Linked DNA regions of Gossypium hirsutum: regions 2 and 3 are each linked to region 1. Evidence: chromatin contacts called from public Hi-C data. All regions are on one chromosome and are shown on one strand. Each heading gives the region's core, a stretch centred on a gene start, on an enhancer-like site or on the middle of the called end of the contact. The rest is flanking DNA. Distances are from core to core; before and after follow the strand shown. Region 1 holds the start of LOC107899744 (protein EMSY-LIKE 1). Region 2 holds the start of LOC107898482 (KS1 protein). Region 3 holds the start of LOC121216156 (enoyl-[acyl-carrier-protein] reductase [NADH], chloroplastic).

Region 1 (3,339 bases), core at 8-2,507:
TTTAAAAGCACGCAGAACAGCACAGTAAGCTTCTTGCTCAAGTAGATGTATTTGGGCCTCCATGTCAGAATGCATCCTAGAATATGAAGCAGAACCTACAATAGATCTTCCATTTCCAGCAATATTACCCCTTATTGGAACTCTAGTTGGATGTGAAGGAGGCAAATCATCATCGGTACCTGTTGTCATTATAAAAACAAGAATGACCAAGCAGCATAGAGGCATCCAGGGCAATTAATAGTATTCTGATGCCCTTGTTTGCAAGGCTCAAAAGAACAGTTATAAGGAAATGCAATCGAACAAATATACATAAAAAAATATGGAAATAAATGGATTTATCATGAATCTTCTTGTATAGTAACAAAAAATCTAGCATAATATGGACAAAGAATTGAAAGAGAGAGAGAGAGAGAGAGAAAAGAAAATTGCTTTTTTCTCTCAAACAGAAAAAAGAAATTATATACTGAAGTTCTCTATATTTGAATCCCACTTAGAATTCAAATAAAAAATGTCGAAATAAAACCCAAAAGTTACCCAGAAAGCAAAAGCCAAACAACAGCCTTTCCGCAATGAAATTTATCAAAAAGTCAATGACCCCAATTAATTAAACCCTAAACCCTCATTTCTAATCTTACCCCCACCCAAAAAGAAAATGAATGCACCCATTATCCAATTTTCAAATATCGAAAGGAAAAAAAGGAGGTGAAGAAGAAAAATGAACCCAGAAACAGCAACATTGTTTAATACAACAATTATGACATTAATAAATGCAACATACCACTACTATCGCAAACTTCATAGTCCATACCGAGAAATAAAAAGACGAAGCAGTAAAAGATGTTCTCTTTGTTGAAGGAAAACACCAACCCACAAAAACCCTAACGAGAAGTTGCCCAGAGAGAGAGAAAGAGAGAAGGAAATTAAAGGAAGAAGCTGCCGACGATGCAAAAATCCTATCCAAATCCAAGTAAAGTACAGAGATTTAGAGAGAAAGTTGAAAGGTATGTATATGTTGGTTATTTCGAAAGAGATATTATTGAAGGCAGGGGTAGGGGTAAGAGAGGGCGAGGGAGGGACTTTTTGGACTTGAAATGAAAAACTTCACGGCTTCGCTTTGCATTTGTTTTGGAAGAGATTGATTTGGTTTGCTGTGTCCTATTTTAAAGTGTTCTCGTTTATAGATAGTTCTCGTTTAGAGATAGTTCCGGTCCAGTTCGGACATGTATTGTTCTGCTCCAAAGATCTTTGTTTTAGTCATACATACATATTTCACTCTATTGTCTTCCGGATTTCTATTATTGCTTTAGGCCTTTTGGGCTTGCTGCCTTCCTTTCTTTTCTTCTATCTATTTGGGTTTGATCTTTTCATTTCTTTAAAATTTCCGAGGATTTCTTTAGATAAATTATTAAAAAATTATAAAAAATATAAAAAAAATTAGTTGAATCAGTTCTTTTAGCTTGGTAAGTACCAATTCACGGGCTGATACCCCTATCGATTCTAGTTAAATCAACTGTGGCTTGTTTCGATTCTGAAAATCATGAAATAAAATAAAAGGGTAATTATATTATGTTCTAGTAATTACAAGGAACAATAATTTCCTAAATGTGTTTGACTAGTTTTGTAACGCCTTCCACCTGATTTGTCAGATTTGGATTTCGGGTGTTACTACACACAATACTTAACAATTTAACATAACAAATTACAATTTCCCATCTTTTTAAATTTTTTATTTATCATTTTAATTGAAAAACTTAATATCTAAAAACAGAGGGAGTATTTAAAAATACTTATTACATCAGACATGATACAAATCATTACAATAAAGAAGTTTGTTAACTATAGACACCACAACCTTATAAGTTCAAAAGAACTTAGTGAGCATTAGTATAAATTACCTTGGTGAATACTTTATTTTTTAAAAAGAACACATATGTGCCAATCTTTCTTTTGAACCCCTTAAATCGAGCAAACTCCACTACAGTTTTGATACACACATACACACTAACTATCATACTCTTAGTATACCACTTCTTTCTTTTCTAACTAATTGAAGATTCTTTCAGACATTTCTTAATTCTCTTGTTTACATATGTACTTCCAGGCAGAACATACCTTCAGAATCTATTTCATACAGACCACATCCTAATACTTGTACTTATCTCAAAGCAATTGTTCAGTAAACATAAATCATGGCCGAATACATACAAATTTTGGCGAATACTTATGTAGATCAGAAGACCATCAAACTATTAATCAAATCACACTCTGATTCAATACCACCTAACCCATACTAATAGTATAGTACGTAGATCAATTAGATGACTTCCATGTCATTTTACTCCAGAAACCCTGACGCTCAAAATAATCAATAATAAGATTTCATATGATTTCAGATAGTCATTATACCACCCAAATATGACAGATTCCATATAACTCTGATTCAACCATTTCATAACACAAACAAACCCACAATGAAAAATTCTTAGGTCACACATAGATATGAATATATCAATATCCAACATTATCAGACCATCATGGCGGATACCTTTATTAATATACAAATACACAGTTCTTTTCAAAAACTTATTCAATTATTTCACAAATCTTACTCAACCTTTAACCCTGAGCATATCAATACCTTATCTTAACCATACTTATTACAAATCTAACAGAATTTATCCATAATTTACCATAAAAATAGATATACATAACTTACCAGACATACATGACAAATCACGCTACAAGAGCCAAACATAACACGCCATAAAGGCATCATACAAACTCTTGTGTTTATTGTCCCTATAACACCCTAACCCGTATCTATCGCCAAAATAGGACTACAGAGCATTACCGTATAAACAGAACAATAAACCATTCAATTCATCCATCAATGCAAACATAATATAATTACATTCAATTACATTCATAACGTCCCTTAATCGAGTCCTCGAGGCCCTAAAAATACTATAGAAACAATTCAAGACTAAACCGAAAACATTTGGAAATTTCAAGAAAAAGTTAGAAAATTTGGACTGTAGGGGTCACACGCCGTGTGGCTAGGCCGTGTGTCTCACACAGTTGAGACACACGCCCGTGTCTTAGGCTGTGTAACCTTTGAAATAGGGACATACGACCGTGTCCTAGCCCGTGTCCTCGCCTGTGTAACTCTCTGAGTTCGGTTACACGGCCAAGCCACACGCCCGTGTGCTAGGCCGTGTAACACTCGAAATAGCCTCACATGCCCGTGTGCCAGGCTGTGTGTTAGGCCCTGTAACTGCCTGACTTGGGAGCCCTAAATCTACAGAGGACACATGGTCGTGTGTCATACACGGCTGAGAC
Region 2 (3,750 bases), core at 155-2,654, 600 kb after region 1:
TCTGGACGTTAGAACGTCCGGAGGCAGTCATGTTTCCAAATATTCAGAGCGAAAACTACCGTTGCAAGTTCCAAACCATGAGTAGGATAATTCTTTTCATGTGACTTAAGTTGTCGAGAAGCATAAGCAATCACTTTCCCCTCTTGCATTAATGCATAACCTAAATCGTTGAGTGATGTGTCGTTAAACACAACAAAAGTATATTCTTATTGCTAGAGAGAGAATAGCTCAATAAATATGAAATGCTAGATTAATTATATAAATTATATAGTATGTTTATTTTTCTTGTTAATTTATTAATAATTATATTTTATGATATATTTTTAAACTCACATATTACATACGATGATTTTATTTTAGTTTTTAAAAGGATCTATTGAAGCGAATCAAATGACAAATAATTAATATATTAAATTTTAGAAAAATTTATATATTAATTTTTCTAGAAATTAATATATATAATTTTTTCTAGAAATTAATATATTTTGAAATTTATTATGATATAGTTGTGGAATTATAAGAAATGTAATTAGTGTTTGTATATTTTAACTATCAAAATCCTAAATAAATAAAAGGGAGAGTGAGGCTAATCAAATTTCTAATCTAAAAACAGTGACACTACCTCTAAACTAGAGGTGTTCATGGGTCGGGCCGGGCCGGGTTCGAGTCGGGCCCATAAAAAAATTTTGGCCCGAGTCCTAGGCCTAGGCTCGGCCCGAAATATGGGCCTGAAATTTTGTCCAGGCCTAGCCTGCCCATTTTTTAAATAAACACCAAAAAAATTTTTAGAAAATTAAAAAAAAAAGTATTTTAAAAATATTTTAAAAATAAAAAAATATTTTTAAATATTTTTAAAAATAAAATATATATATTTATTATATTCGGGCCGGGCCGGGTCAGGCCCGAGCTAAAAAAGTGGTGTTCGAGGCCCGGCCCGTTTTCTAAACGAGCTTCATTTTTTTGCCCAAACTCATATTTCGGGTCTATATTTTTATCCAAACCCTTTCATATTTCGGGTGGGCCGTCGGGCCGGGCCGAACCGCCCAGCCCATGAACACCTCTACTCTAAACTAAGATAACGCGCCTTTGCGTTTTCCTTTGAAATTCACTCACGCTCCTATGGCGCGTATGATTTAAACCAAGTCTCAGTTCACAGAATCTGTAACCATCTATGGAAAAATCCTGTGTACAAACACTTATATAGATATATTTGTCTGTCATGCAATAATCACCGTACACATTTCCGTCAAAGCCACCCAAAACCAGCAGTCAAATTTTTAGATGAATTGATGATCATCCCACATTGTTGTTTGACAGTGAGCAAAGTGTGTGTTACTTCTTTCTATTTTGGTTTTTACTCTACAAAATAAATACCTTTATCTATTTTAATTTTTGTTTGTACATCAAATGTTCAATATCAATGCTATAACTTGAAGTTGAAGTTGAACCCTTGTTTTTAACACTTATCTCTTCTTTTACCACTGACCATTTCTTCTTCCTACCAAATTTTTTTCTAATAATCTTCTCTTTCTCAACCTTGCCTTAGCTCTGTTAAAAGACTCACTGTGCTTTTTGATGATGTTTCCTTTTAACTTAAACTATATTCTCTGATCTGCGTTTTCTTTTATTTCTCATTTAGATCATTGTTTTCGAGGGGCGGGGGCCGGGGGGGGGGGGAAGCTTATCTTGTTCTTTGTTGGCTTCATTCTCGTAAAACCATTGAGAGGAACACGTGGTCCATTTTCTTCTTTCTTCTTGGGGTTTTAGCAACTTCCTTGACTTTCATTATGAGATTCTGAAAAATGGGATTTTGTGTCAAAGATGCAGAATATTGGTGTGTGTTTTAAGGTTAGTTTCATCTTTCTTGTTTCATTTAAAAAAAACACACACAATGGAGTTCTCTCTTGAAAAAGTAGTTAAAAAGCTATTATGTAAAATGTTTGTTTACGGTGTATTGGTTTATAAGAAGTTAATGCTGTGTTTGGTGACGTAATTATTAGGGATGAAGAATATATATTTATACTGAAACACAGATTTAATATCTTATAGTCTACCTACTTTACCTGAAGTTAATAAACGAGAGATGATGTTCTTCTCATGTAGGAAGGTAAATAAAACAAAAGATTTAGAATCCATGGCTTTTGTATTGATTTGGGTTTCCTCTATTGTTAGCGTGATTACACTTATTTGAAGATTGCTCGGATTTGTAGTTTATAGATGTTTAGATTTGGGGGCTGTTCTTGTGCAGTTTTTAGGTTTGAAATTAGGTTTATTTGTGTTGAATCTTTTTTTTCTTTTCCAATCCAATGACTAATCCTTTTTGAGAGCAGTTTGGTTGAGTTTTTTATCCTTTCAATTTAGTCCCAGAAAATATAGGAAAAGAGGTGGAATTATAACAATAAAATCCATTTCTTATTCATTAAAAAAATGGTAAAAGCAGTTGGATGAACCATATAGGAATTTCTGTGGAGGTTCAGGTGTGTTTTACCTTTGTTTCTTAGAAAAGGGAACATTAAATTAACTGATGGTACACAAAATCATATTGTGACTTTCTGAAATGGAGTGTGCTATTTCCTGTTTCTCTCTCACTTAATAATCTCTGTTTTTCTTGTGTTCATTGATCATTTGTTATTGGAAGTGGATTCTTTTGGACTGAATATATTTCTTTGTGTTTGTAGGAACCTACTTCAGTTGTTTGAGATTGTTTTGTAACTGGTTCTTGTACAATGAGAAAAGGCAGAGGAAAAGCAAAGAAGCCGACTATTGTTTCTTCTCGTGAAGATCCTGGAAGTGGTGAAGATGAAAAGATTCCAGAATCTAAGAGAAGAGGAAGGCCGCAAAAGCAATCGAAGGATGATGTTGATGAAGATGACGCAGAGAAGAAAGAAGAAGACGGGGAAGATGTGAAAGGTTCTGTTCCCATCAAAGAGATGAAAAGTCAGGCTGCTACCGAGAACAGAAGGAAGAGGAAAAGGTCAAGGCAGGCAAAAGAAAACTTAGATTCAGTCAAGAAAGAAAATTGTATTACAGCAAAATCGAGCACTGATGATTCATCAAAATCTGTTGGCTATCGACAAAATGCTAGCAGGCGCAAAAGCAAGCCTCGACGGGCTGCTGAAGCTGTCGTTGAATGCAAGTGACATTCTGGTTAATCATCACAGTGAAATTTTACCTTCTTTTTTGTACCTGATAAGCCATTCCAAAAGTAATGCTTATCAGCTCATGTATGGATTCAGATGTTTCTTTTTGTCACATGCTATTTGTTTTTGTAGTTTCTGAATTCCATTTCAATTGGGAGTTTTTTTTTTTTCTTTTGGAGATAAGTTTGCAGTTCATGGTTGCAAATTGCAAAGAATCCATGGTGTTAGTGGCTTATGACCATGATAGATGTTATTCATTTCAAGAGTTTTTTATTAGTATTTTTATTGGCCTTGCATCTATAAGACTATAACTGAACGTCTTTCCATATCTATCTTTTGAATTTCTTGACCATCTTATATGCATAAACATGCCTGGGTTTGAAGATATTGCGGATGTTTCTAATTCTAGAGAGTAGAGAAAGAGTGCTTTTATGCAGGAATCTTGATGCAGTTAAAGGTTGAGGGAGATGGAGTAAATGTGTGCGTATACGCTGATGAACTGAAGGCGTTGATGAATGAAGGGACCACGGGATTCGTGTAAGTTATGTCGAAATGGTATCTTCTTTCCTCGTCAAATAAGCAGTTAGTTTCACCTAAAGTTTAAGATTTC
Region 3 (3,651 bases), core at 1,042-3,541, 650 kb after region 1:
GTTAAAGTTAAACACCCAAGTTCTTTTAACGCAAATATCTAGAATGCAAATATCTATAATGCAAAGTTTGCAGCTTATCGAGCCCATAAAAATATTATTAGACTACGATTATGGCCAAGTAGGACACTCTGGTTTTGTGAAATGCAAATGATTTTTACACCTAATTAACAGGTGAAGCCATGGATCACTAAAAATACATGATCCATCCATTTTCTGGCAAATAAAAGATGACATTAGGAAAATGGTAAGCAACATAAATTTGACATTGTGGTTTATGATTTACAGCTCTAAGCCTCTAGCTATTTAAGGGAAAAAAAACAATGCAGTTCATTAAAACATGCAAAAGGCATCTTAGATATCAAAAGTCGAGCATGCCACGCAGCTGAGATGGATATTGTAGTAACTCACAGGTGTTGAAACAATGAAAATATGTACCCAACTAAAAAGAATGATTTTATCTTCCCTATGAAATGTGAAGGCAACTTAAATAGTTACATATTATGAGGTTTGATTTGACAGAACAGTTTTTCACCTGAACTGTCCAGTTTGAAGACCCGGCGTAACGTTTGTTTGTTTTCACCTGAAGGAAACCAAAAATTAGGATATTACAAAAAAAAATCAATATTTGCCTTCTTCTAAAACCATACGGAGAAAAAGGCTTACATCTACAGGTACATCCTCGGGAGAGTCATAAACAGCATCCATGGGATAAACTTTGGTGATCTCCATTAATGACCCATCTGGCAATCTGGAAAAGAAAATTCCAATCAGCATACCGTATGAGAGAAATCGGCAAATACCAAAATCTACACAATCAACAGGAAAGAACATTTTTGTTCTTACACGCGTGATTCATCAAATTTCCCACGTCTTAGACTGCTCTCGAATATGTTGAGTGCCTGCACAAAGAAATGTTTGCAGTTGTAAGAAAAACTGTAAAAAAGTACAACTTTGACCTTAAAATGAGACTCTTTGCTTCTAAATGACACATATGTTAAATAAAGATACATACAGGCACCCATGTTCCAACAAGAATTTCAGCTCCAGCAGCAGCAAGAGATTTTGCTATTGCCCAACCATATCCATTGTCATCAGCAACACCAGCTATAAATGCTCTTTTACCTGCAAACCAACACATCATATTAGATGTTCAACTGGTTTACGTCCATACTGCACAGACAAATTTCATGTCTTAAGAGCTTTTCAGTCATGTCAAGATTCAATAAACATGGTTAGCTGGTACAACATCATCATGTATTCTAATTTGTATTCAACATTATTTGAATTAACGCATAGAAGTTATAAGAGAGGGGGAAATAAGGATAGGTTACCTCTCAAATCAATAGGAAGTCCAGACAAAGGCTTGTTGTCACTTGGTTCAGACATGGCTCTTGTAACAAACTTTTCAAACTTGACAGGCTTTGAAGTGATCCTATGGAGGAACGGCTGCCTTGACGAGATGTGAGAGGCACTTGCAAGCCCTGACCATGATGCCTCTTTATGCTGAGCGATGATGTTCACCATGGTCGAGACAACAATTTTACGAGAAGAAGAAATACAAGGTTTAATGTTGGTCATGTAAGGGTCAGGAGCTGCTGCCGTTCCCATATTTTCTTCTTTTATCTTATTTGAATCACCCAAAGTCAATACAGTTCTACAAGATCAAGTGGAACAGTTAAATAATCAAGTGAAACACAAGGCATTATGGTTAACAGAAAGGCAACATTTTTAAGCAATATCATTAGCAAGAGTGTTAACTTTATAACATAAGAGACACCAACATCCCCTCTGTGGGAATGTAATAAGATGACAAGTTAAAAACTTTTTCTTAGTAAATAAATTGTCTCCAACACCCAAATCTCTGGTTTGGATTCTCATATAATGGCTTGGCCATTGTGTGGTGTAATGCTCTGACATGTAATAAATGGTTGGTTATTTTCATCAGATTTCTAAGGGACCAAATTAGAAGCAGAAGATTTCCATTAATGCTCAAATAAACATGTAAATGGAATGAAGGCATTAGTAAAGTTTGAATAACACTGAGCAAGAACTAACATGGAAAGATCTGAAAACTCACCGAAGCAAAGGAGGAGGAAGATTGGGTTATGAACGTGGGGATTGTACAGAAAGAGCAGTGAGGTGATGAGAATATAAAGAAAAGAGGAGGGGAGTGGGGTTATGTTTTGGGGGTTTCGATGAAACCGAAGTGGTTGATGGAGTTTTGGTTTCCAACAGTTGGGAAGCAACGACGGGATCTTTGGAAATGTCGACCTCAGTTTGGTTTTGGCTCCTACTCAAATTACTATTATGCCCTTCTTTCTCTTTTTGTTGGCTGTGAATAGATTGGACTCTTGACTCATTGATTTGACTTGCTGTCAAAAATAGCCTTATGGCCCGAATTTTACTTTTTTTAATATAATATTTGGATCTTTATTCATAAAAACAAGCCCAAAATAATAAACTGGGTTGTTTACAAAAAGTCAAATATCAAAACAGCCCAAAAAATAGAATTAGGATCCAGATTGCAAAACGGGGAAACTTTAGAGACATCTTCTATCCCAGTTGTTATCCATTAATCAACCCCTCTCCTGAAAAGCAACAAAAAAGGCATGGGAAACCAAAAAAAAATCTCATCATTGTGCTCCATTAACTTTAATCAGAAACAATAACCCTCTTCAATGCATCTCTCAATACTTGTATCTGTCTGTCCAGTCAAGTCCATCTTTATTCTCTCCTGCAACACTCCTGTCTCTTCACTCCTTCATGGCTTCCGTCCATCTTCGATCAGCATCCACCGCTCCGTATGCATCAGATAAGTTGTCTCCCTCTTTTTGATTCATTCTGTAGCTATGATATGGGCAACCATGTTAGATTCTCTATGGGTAAATCGAAAGACACAAGACCCAAAACCTAAACTTAGTTGCTTAGAATCTTTAATATAAGCTTCAATATCAGATCTTTCTTCTTCCTCAGCTTGCAGTTTACGGATCACCGAACGAGAATCTCCTTCCATCTCAGCCTCCCTCAGCCCGAGATTTAACCCTAGATTGAGTGCCTGAAGACACGCCATCGCTTCTGCTGCAAAAACAGACGTTATGTTCTCGTGCATGACTGTTCTTGAACAAATAACTTCTACTCTTTCGTTTTGAACCACTAACCCAGAGCAAGACTCATTCTTTTGCCTGTTAAATGCAGCATCGAAGTTGATTTTTACCATCAACCCATTCGGAGCTACCCATCTCTCCGTATGTATCCTTCTCACTGGTAGGTGTGTGTTCAACCCATCAAGTTCCTTAAGGTAGTTGATCACGAAATCTGCTATTTGAGAACCCGATTTCAGCTCTCCTTCATGAATGAATCTGTTTCTTCATGTCCATATCGCTCACATTGCACATGCTATCAACTTGCATTTAGCTACAGAATTTGAATCAAAAATGTTTTTAATCCATTCTTTGAATTCAGTGTTTGCATCTGCTATAGGCCAGGTAACATTTAACTTCTCCCATGTCTCCTTTATTGTAGAACACTCCCTAAACAAGTGTTCCCTCGTTTCTGCTCCAGTCTGACATCTTCAACAAGTGGTGGAACCCATCATTCTTCTAAAGGGTAGATTACTAAAAGTAAGCAAATAGTTACTGGAAAACATCTAGT

What was found. Hi-C and Micro-C count contacts between places; a contact is called where the count stands out from the background.
Region 2: a contact with region 1 is called in a Hi-C map of leaf, with 1.6 times the contacts expected there. The contact joins the promoter of LOC107898482 here to the promoter of LOC107899744 in region 1. A contact is called at or near these places in 2 of 34 Hi-C or Micro-C datasets (hypocotyl and leaf).
Region 3: a Hi-C map of leaf shows a contact between it and region 1, with 1.8 times the contacts expected there. The contact joins the promoter of LOC121216156 here to the promoter of LOC107899744 in region 1. A contact is called at or near these places in 2 of 34 Hi-C or Micro-C datasets (both in leaf).

Annotation. Positions count from the first base shown.
Region 1 is chrD04:25,832,131-25,835,469 of Gossypium_hirsutum_v2.1, reverse strand. It overlaps LOC107899744 (protein EMSY-LIKE 1), which reads right to left and starts at 1,257. Exons shown (of 10, transcript XM_016825528.2): 1 at 779-1,257; 2 at 1-179. The coding sequence starts at 806.
Region 2 is chrD04:25,232,214-25,235,963 of Gossypium_hirsutum_v2.1, reverse strand. LOC107898482 (KS1 protein) reads left to right here and starts at 1,404. Exons shown (of 2, transcript XM_016823939.2): 1 at 1,404-1,848; 2 at 2,679-3,436. The coding sequence starts at 2,727. The coding sequence ends at 3,140.
Region 3 is chrD04:25,180,011-25,183,661 of Gossypium_hirsutum_v2.1, reverse strand. LOC121216156 (enoyl-[acyl-carrier-protein] reductase [NADH], chloroplastic) reads right to left here and starts at 2,291. Exons shown (of 13, transcript XM_041091485.1): 1 at 2,078-2,291; 2 at 1,332-1,654; 3 at 1,013-1,122; 4 at 844-899; 5 at 664-748; 6 at 533-580. The coding sequence starts at 1,608.